Linked DNA regions of Bombyx mori: region 1 is linked to region 2. A link is a contact called in public Hi-C data. All regions are on one chromosome and are shown on one strand. Each heading gives the region's core, a stretch centred on a gene start, on an enhancer-like site or on the middle of the called end of the contact. The rest is flanking DNA. Distances are from core to core; before and after follow the strand shown.

Evidence for each region. Hi-C and Micro-C count contacts between places; a contact is called where the count stands out from the background.
Region 1: a Hi-C map of midgut shows a contact between it and region 2, with 2.5 times the contacts expected there. The contact joins two enhancer-like sites. A contact is called at or near these places in 2 of 7 Hi-C or Micro-C datasets (midgut and whole pupa).

Annotation. Positions count from the first base shown.
Region 1 is chr2:4,254,029-4,258,763 of ASM3026992v2, reverse strand. LOC101746269 (NAD kinase 2, mitochondrial) reads right to left here. Exons shown (of 11, transcript XM_038016794.2): 10 at 4,136-4,261; 11 at 1-2,770. The coding sequence ends at 2,652. Among protein-coding and RNA genes, the nearest start is that of LOC101746269, 33 kb to the right of the region's middle. Within about 2 kb of position 2,338, at least 3 of the 8 cell types and tissues checked have open chromatin away from gene starts, as enhancers often do.
Region 2 is chr2:4,212,524-4,217,556 of ASM3026992v2, reverse strand. It overlaps LOC101741327 (endoplasmic reticulum junction formation protein lunapark-B), which reads right to left. Exons shown (of 10, transcript XM_062673122.1): 8 at 2,939-3,079; 9 at 1,738-1,824; 10 at 1-555. The coding sequence ends at 476. Among protein-coding and RNA genes, the nearest start is that of LOC101746269, 8.8 kb to the left of the region's middle. Within about 2 kb of position 3,081, at least 4 of the 8 cell types and tissues checked have open chromatin away from gene starts, as enhancers often do.

The DNA of each region.
Region 1 (4,735 bases), core at 1,089-3,588, 42 kb before region 2:
AAGTTCTAAGATCTCAGTATAGTTACAACGGCTGCCCCGCCCTTCAAACTACGTAAAACTACATATTTATACCTTTTTTTTTTAAATGATTAAAACTTCTTTTACGGTTTATTTTCGCTTTTTTTATTTGTCATCACTTTGTTTCGAATACTGTAACATTTGAATCAACGACACAAGCCCACTGAGTTTCTCGCCGGATCTTCTCAGCGGGTCGCGTTTCCGATCCGGTAGTAGATTGATTCGCGAAACAGCTGCTCTTGTATTTTTAGGTCTCCTTCGGAGGCGCTCGGGCAGCTGTTAGCAAATCCCAGCCCTCCTGGCTGAGCCTTTGCTCGCCCAGCTGTCCTCGTGAAACTGGAAAGGCCTCCGTGCCACCAGTAATTCTTCAATCGTAAAAAAAAGCTAATTCGAACACATTAATAATTTTGTATTTTAATTTCTCATATGGCAACATTAATGCACACGGGTGTTGCTAGGTAATTTTTTTATTTTTTATTGCTTAGATGGGTGGACGAGCTTACAGCCCACCTGGTGTTAAGTGGTTACTGGAGCCCATAGACATTTACAACGTAAATGCGCCACCCACCTTGAGATATAAGTTCTAAGATCTCAGTATAGTTACAACGGCTGCCCCGCCCTTCAAACCGAAACGCATTACTGCTCCACGGCAGGAATAGGCAGGGCGGTGATACCTACCCGTGCGGACTCACAAGAGGTCCTACCACCGGTAATTACGCAAATTATAATTTTGCGGGTTTGATTTCTATTAATTGCAAACATACCCCCTTAATACATTTTCCCAGAGAGCGTAACACAATGCCGACTAATTGCGAAATAAATTGTTATTCATAATTTTTTTTCATTGCACATGAGTCGACTATTATCAAAGCCGGCAATGTGACTTTTGGACAATTATTGGTAAATCAGAAAATCGAATTATTGACTTTGTATTCCATTGGCAGTCACAAAACTCTTCTGAACGACATCTTAGATAAATAACAGGTTAACTATTAACCTTTATTTAATGCAGGTTTTGAACCGTATTCTTTGAAGGAGACGATTATATTCAAATCAATCTGTATTGACATATCAATAACATTTTTTTGTCCAAATGCACAGATTGCCACCTTTGATAATAGACGACTCACATATCGTCATTATTATTCACAGTATGTTCTTTTCTAACACAATAAATACACTCAGTATAATGTAGTGATTGACTTTTGCGTAACATTTTTAATTAAATTCCATATTTATTTTCACTAAATCTCAAAATCGAATTCTAGACGTGTTTAGAAATGAACGGAACACAAAAACCAAACAAACAAAAACATTCAACCATAATAAATATATATATCTCAGTCTTACTGGCCATTGATTGATGCTAAGCCAAAACAAAATCTACTTAGATATAAAAAACTTACACATTTTGTTACAACACCTTAAAAATACTATTTAATTATTAACATATTTACTGCCTAAACTAAAATGTTATAATAATATTATATAGTAGTAGTTCTATTTTTCCAACTGGAAAGGCAAAGGTATCATATCATACAGCCTTAATCTTTTATATATATTTTATTATATGAAAAATGATATTATAAAATGAAAAGAAGTTGATTAATATGAAACATGGCATGAAATGAAATGAAAATAGATGATATGATATGAGATGAAATATAATCTAGTAAAATGGTGGTCATTTACTGAGACTTTTTCGAGGATCTCGAGAAGTTACGTCCAGCGGTTTTGTTTCATTTTCGCACATTTGTGCACTTTCACAGATATTAAACAGTTCATAAATCACCGTTATTACACATTTAAACCTGAAGAAACACTAAATAGACAAAATAAAACAAATCACACAACTTCACTCAACGCGTTCCCGCCAAAAAGTCATCATATTAGAACTATTTTATTTGTACAGATTTTCATTTGTCAAATAAGCGTCACCTTTTGACGGGAATGAACACAGGTTGCCAAGTCGTATGAATTCATTTGTTTTGTTAGTATTGTGTTTCTTCGGGTTTAAATGTTTAATAACGTTGGTTTATTAACCGTTAGGAGTCGGTGAAAGTGCATAAATGTGGGAAAATGAAACAGTCGCTGGACGTAGCTCCTCGGGTTCTTCCAAAAAGTCCACAAGTATTTATAAATAAACACAATTTTACTGATATTTTATTTCATCCTATACAGTCTCAAATACACACAACTTCATCCACTCATAACATTTTAAACACAATTTTTTTTTTATATAGCAGAGTATACAAACGATTAGGCTGTATAGTGTGACATCTTCGACTTTCCAGTCGGAAAAATAGAACTACTACTACAAATAAGTGACATTGACAGAACATTTGACAGCCTTCATACAACGCTAGGCTGTGTGTCTCAGACGATTTAAGCTAAAGCTATATTCGCTCTAACACCCGACATTTATACCGTACGACACGACACGACACGACATTTAGTTTATTTTATTAAAATATTTTTTTTTACGTCCCTTACATTCTTCGATCTAATCTTTAATCCAACAAAACGTTCACTGTTCACAGGAAATATATTATATTTTATTCAGCCGTTATTATTGAATTATTATTTTAGATTCTATATTGATCTAAATACAGTTGTTTTTTCATTGAACTAGTTCAATACGGTAAAGCGTCGTCCATTTGCACGGTCATAAGGGAGTCCTCCGGGTGGATCTCCAGGAGAGCCTCAGTACCGTCGTTGAACGGGAAGGATACACTGCCGTCTATGACTAGCCCTGAAATAAAACCGATATAAAAATTCAAATTCAATTTTATTATTATAACACTCACAAGTTCGCTCTTTAGTATCGAGTTTTTTTTTTATTGCTTAGATGGGTGGACGAGCTCACAGCCCACCTAGTGTTAAGCGGTTACTGGAGCTCATAGACATCTACGGCGTAAATGCGCCACCCACCTTGAGATATAAGTTCTAAGATCTCAGTATAGTTACAACAGGGTGCAGGATGATGGTACCTACCCGCGCGGACACACAAGAGGTCCTACCACCAGTAGAACTGATCACTCAATGTCATCTGGTCGTCGACACGAGATGTCTACGATTTTCGAGAACATTTCCTATAGTAGCGGTCGTGTTTTACAATAGATGGCAATAAACTTCTCGAACGTTCCCGTAGGCATTAGTCGTTTTGATTTTCGATGACAGATGGCGCTACTAATACCAACCTATGTATATTAATGTTCAAAATCAATGAAAGCGACGCGTTTGAGCTAGAACGGTCCAAAGCCCACACGGGCACGTTTCGTACTACAAGTGACGTGTTTGTGAGTATGATTGTGTGTTTAGTGCGAGTTTTTTAACGTTCTCGATAGCGTAAAAGTTAACTCAAATGTGTATGCAGTTGGAACAGCGCCCCTAGCGGCAAACGTAGGCGAACGTTCCAACAGCGTACAAATTCGACTTAACTTTTACGGTATCGAAAACGTAAAAAAACTCGGAGTAAGCACATTGGTACGTTTATAATCTTCGTTGCGTTTTTATGTATAGTTTTTCTTTTGTTTACTAAACCTCATCTTTAAAAGTACTCGGTGGTGACTTAATTAGTGCCATTAATTGCTGAGCCAAGGGCGGTGTTTTCGTTTCCCAGATAGGGCAAACATTCGTGTGATGAACAAATTTGTTTGCTTTTTCTACGGATTTTTAATATATATTTGTGAAATTGTGTTTAAATGTATATATTTATGTCAGTCTCTGATTCCTTTACAGCATAGGGAATCCTAGTTTGGAGTCACAAAATATATATGTGTATAAGCACGCGTAGGTGCTAGTGTACTTTACTGGTGGTAGGACCTCTTGTGAGTCCGCACAAGTAGGTACCACCGCCCGGCCTATTTCTGTCGTGAATCAGTAATGTGTTTCGGTTTGAAGGGCGGGGCAGCCGTTGTAACTATACTGAGATCTTTAAACTTATATCTCAAGGTGAATGGCGGATTTACGTTGTACATGTCTATGGGCTCCAGTAACAACTTAACACCAGGTGGACTGTGAGCTCGTCTACCCATCTAAACAATAAAGACCTGTGCCCGTGTTTGAATGTGGTTGCCACCCCCCAACCCGTCCCTCGAGTACGCGCGTGCGTTACCTGCGTCAGTGCAGTGCGAGCGCACGCAGACGGCGGACGCGCGGTCCCGGACGCGCAGCCCCCGCGGCGCCGGCCACTCCTCGAAAGTTATGTACTCCCGGACTGAATATGCGAGCTGCTCCGATTCTACACAACCACAAATGACATACATACATTAATTATTTATATATTTATACTATATTTTAATATACTGTTACGCGCTGGGGTTTGGGATAAATAAAATTCCAGCAAAGTACAACTAAAAACTGTATTCAACACTTAGAACACTTGAAACACTTTAAATCTCTCAACTCGCTTGTTCCGCTTCGCTTCAGGTGATCCGTTCGCTGTTTCGCTTCGAGTAGTTCCGATTACTTACTGACTGTTTTTTTTTTCCTACCTAAGCTGATACCCTTGAGAGGCTATATCAGCGGAACCTTAACTAGTAGGTGAGCGGGGCTCAAACCTGACAGCGTTGCTAACACGAGCCCTAGCAAGAGCCGTGCTTCGCAGAATCTACCACCGGATCGGAAACGCGACCCACTGAGAAGATCCGGCGAGAAACTCAGTGGGCTGTGTCTGAGGGTTAATTTAATCGTCGAGCCCTTCGTCGCAAGCGAC
Region 2 (5,033 bases), core at 1,832-4,331:
TTTTGATCATTTGTATGTACCCAAAAACCACCCAAGTGAAATTTTATATTTTTAAACCAAATTTACAATATTTATTAGAATCATACGACAAGAAAATTCGGGGAACGAAATTCATGTCTCAAACTTCTTTAGTTAGTACTTCAGTCACATTATGTATTTATTTATTAGATAAGATTTTTTTCTTCAATTCTAAGATATTTGGGACATAGCAATATATTTTAACGTCGATTTAAATACTAAATTAAACCTCGTATATATTTATTAATTACATTAAATAACTACAACGAACAGGAGGATGAATTTACAACAATATTAACGAGTAAAATCTTGATACTTTACTTGATATTCTTCTGCAAAAAAATACAGAAAGGATCAAGACTACAGTCGTTGTTAATCTTCTATCTAATGTAAACTCACACAAGACAGGGACAAACGTAGAATAAATATGAGAATAGTCTTGATACTTTAATTAGATTCAGTCTTCTTTTTTTTCTTCGTCGGATTTCGGGTCCGCCTCAACCGGGGAGGGGGGACGATCCGACTCGCTCATCGATTCTGGAAAAAATAATTGTGCCTAATAAATAATATAATATATATTGAAACTGTTATTTTAATCCATTTAAATTGGCTGAAAAGTTTACAAATCGCTTGATACTAGGCACCTTGAGATATAAGGTTTTGAATCGAGACCTCAAGCGATAGAGTCTAAAATGATTTATACAGGATATTAATATATAGATCATTTAATCACTATTACTGTCTGACTGTAGAAGATGCCAGTTTTTTTTTTCCTACGTTATAGCCTAAGGGGCTATTCGACCATCACGAGAACGAGTAGGTGAGCTCACGGGCTCAACTTGACAGAATTTGCTAATACTAACCCTAGCGATAGCAGTGCTTCGCAGAATCTACCACTGGAACAGAATCGCGACCCACTGACAAGATCCGGCGAGAAACTCAGTGGGCTTCACGATGCATCTTTTTTTATACAACTAGTTGTAATCACAGATTTATAGTCTTAATTTGTTCCCGACAATTCGACGTGTTGCCAGCGCCATGATCAAGCGTCGACTGGAGACTGCGGGTAGGATGTCCGAAATATAAAATCTGTCTACCCGCTTTCAGAAACGTTTTCCACTCGTCTACAATATACACTGAAGTCGACCGAAGACCAACTTATATTTGTTAAATAACCGTTTTCATACATTTTTATAGTTAGATGTCGAAACGCAAACCTGTGTTTTTTCTATCACCACAGTCACGGATTCGCTATTCCTATAGTAAATATAACATACAATGGTCGAAACTTTTTTTTTATTGCATAGGTTGGTGGACGAGCTCACAGCCCACCTGGTGTTAAGTGGTTACCGGAACCCATAGCCCTCTACAACGTAAATGCCGCCACCCACGTTTAGATATGAGTTCTAAGGTCTCAGTATAGTTACCACCGCTGTCGCCCCCTTCAAGCCGAAACGCATTACTGCTTCACAGAAATAGGTAGGATGGTGGTACCTACCCGTGCGGACTCACAAAACGTCCTACCACCAGTAAAAGCTTCTATAGTTAAACTGTTACTTACTTAGTATTATGTTTTAGCCTCCAATTACGTCATACGCCACGAAATGCTTTAGGAATGAGGGCTACCGACTCTCTGTTGCCTAACTAAGCAGTAGGAATAGGCAGGACCGCCAATCGCGAGTGCTGATGATGTAAGGTAAAGTACGCAATTATACTCACTCTCAAAATTATTACAATGATTTCCTCCATTCTTCTCGTCTTCGCTTTCACTTCCGGAACTGGCTACCGAAGAATCGTCACTTCCACCTGTCGTAAAGAAAGAAATCATTTTATATTTCATAATTCTCTGAAGTTTAATTAGTTGCGATGCGCGCCATCTATCGTTCGAGGACGGTACTATGACAAAACTAAACAGTACTTCAATTCATTCGAATGAACGTTGATCGTATCCGACAGAGCCCTGATTTTTTTTATCGCTTATATGGGTGGACGAGCGCACAGCCCACCTGGTGTTAAGCGGTTACTGGAGCCCATAGACATCTACAACGAAATTGAAATATAAGTTCTAAGGTCTCAAGTATAGTTACAACGGCTGCCCCACCCTTCGAACCGAAACGCATTACTGCTTCACGGCAGAAATAGGTAGGGTGGTGGTACCTTTTAAAGCGGTGGTAAGTTTTATTATTTAAGTATTAAAGTTTCATTGCCAATACTAAAATGTTTATATTTTGCACTAGTGGATTCCATAATAAGTTACGCTCTTGATTGCTATGGATTAACATTTAAAACATACATAGATAAAATAGAATCATTGCCAACAAGATTTTTAAAATTACTCGTAAATAAAAAGACAAAGAATCAATGTAAAGGAGATTACTCTAAAACTCTATAAAATATGTAAAATTTTACCGGCTAGCCTGAAACATAAATATCTTCTACTTGTAAACAATCATAGTAAACAGGATCGTTTAACTAACTTGGTGCAACATAAAACTGGCACAAGGTCAATGTCCAAAGGAAAATTTGAAATACCCATGATACAAAATTACTATGAAGATAGAACGTTAAAAAAACGTGCTCCATACTTACTCAATAGTTTACCCGAGGACATAAGACGTGAGCCTATACTTGCTAAATTTAAAAGCTTATTAAAAAAAACATTTGTTAAATACGTTGTAACCATTTCCGTAAATTAATTGTGTTATTATAGTATAACTTAGTTGAATGGTTTATACGCTATGTTTGTATAAAGCAGTTTGACTGCAGGTAACTCACCTGCAGTCAAACTGCGTAAGCAGTTTTGTGGTGCATGTTTTGAATGTAAGTGTAACTTTTTATGAATAAATATATTACATACATACTACCCGTGCGGACTCACAAGAGGTCCTACCACCATTACATATATAATGAATGAACTGACCGTGCATCCTCCTTACGGCCGGCGGCAGCGCCTTCGGGCTCAGCAGCGGCGCGGCCGGCCTCTGCTTCCGCGCCGGGTTGAGACGCCCGCAGTACGCGCACACGTACGACACGTACTCGTACTCTTCGGCCATCGCCATGCCTGACACGGGTAGGTATAGAGCTTCTCAGTACTGTTGCCGGCTACTCAGCAATAACAACCGATTCGCGTGTACATAGCGCATATGCCAACCCAACCCAAGAAAAGTGTTTTAACCGACTTAAAAAAAGATGGAGGTTCTCAATTCGACTATGTTTTTCTGTTTGTTCGTTACCTCATAACTTTTGACTGGGTGAAACGATTTTGATGATTTTGAAGTGAAACTTCTTTAAGCGCATGAGGGTAAATTTTTTACAGATGTAACGTCACGCAGGTATGCAACGGAAGTATCGAAAAAGAGAGAGAGAGCGATCGAGACCGATTGAGAGAGAGTAAGACAGGGCGAACGTAGCATGAAGCAACTAGCCATGGAGTGAGAGTTGGGAGCAAGCAAGTGAGAAAGATCGAGAGAAAAAGTGAGACAGAGCGAACGTCGTATCACGCACAGTGCCATGGAGCGAGAGGTGGGAGAGAGCTATAGTGAAAAAGATTGAACGAGAGAGAGAATAAGGGATATCGAGAAATAATACACGCTAATTTGGTTTGTGTATTCGTTCACTAGTTAATTACTTTTAATACAGCGCCATCTATGAATTTTTTTTAATACTAACGTGTGTATGAAACCTCTTGTAGGGAATTTCAATTTAGGATTATACGTAAAGTTAAAATATCAATTCACAGAGGGCGCTACCTCATACTATAAAAGTTGATTTACAATTATTTACTAATGACAAAATTTTACATATATGTACTTAGACATTTAGGATAATTGTATTTTAATTTTTGAAGGTTTCACTTCTACCACGTGTGAATTGCACACATTTTGTTTTTTTTATTAGAAATCTGACGCTTCCCATGTGGTCCCATTTCAATCGTTATTTTTTTTCATTTTTTTTATTTCCCGTGTAGGTAGAGGAGCATACGGCCCACCTGATGGTGAGTGGTTACCGTCGCCCATGGACTCCAGCAATGCCAGGGGCAAAGCCAAGCCGCTGCCTACCGTTAAATATATCATAAATCGTATCATATATCGCACCTTTAGAATTATATAGACCCAATCAAAAAAATGTGTTCTTGGAAAACATCGACATAAAAATTTCAAACCGAAAAGTCGTAGTGAAAGAGACCGATAGATAAGTTTGTCTCTATCTACTAAGCTACTTTTGTTCATTTCAATATTAAGAGTTGTTGGAAACCCAACAAATTGGTATGAAACCTTTTTTATTATTGTGGTTACATACATTACATTTGAATTTTGAATTTTGGAATGTCTTAGTTTTGTAATTCTCTTTTCATCCGTGCTATTGTACGCGATTTATAAAATTCTAAAAATACACAAATTTTATACGTGCAATCCTCGCGAGTTTATTTATCAAGTTCCTTGCCCATCCTAATCATACAGTCCACTACAAGAGTCGCTGCAAGCGGTCGTTCTAATTAATTTTTTTTATTAAAGTCGATATCCAAAAATTTCGATATAAGTCTCTATAATTCTAAAGGTGCGATATATCGAGGACTGAAAGGAAAATTTGTTTTAAACGACATTCCGCTTAATACGCGAAATTTATCTTTATAATCAAAAGTTCGTTTTATTTGGTATCAGCATCAACAGTTCGATGTTTACAATTGAACTTCAATTAAAGGACACGGGCCATTTTCGGCCCAGCTACTCGTGCTCTCAAGGATATTAATGAAATGTCTATAGAAAATAAATAATAGCTTAAAAAAACTAACAAAATAGGTAGGCTCCTTTTATAGAAAATCCAACTAAAAAATAGAAAATAAATTTTAATAAATTTGAATTCAAAATAGTGTAAGAAAAAATTATTTTTATTGTAAAAAAAAGCGTGGGGTGCTTTTCAGGATATTATCAAAATAACCCTTCTACTCATATCTGTTCATAAAATATTTATAACTACTGATACCATGCACCCAAATCATTTTTTCTTACACTATT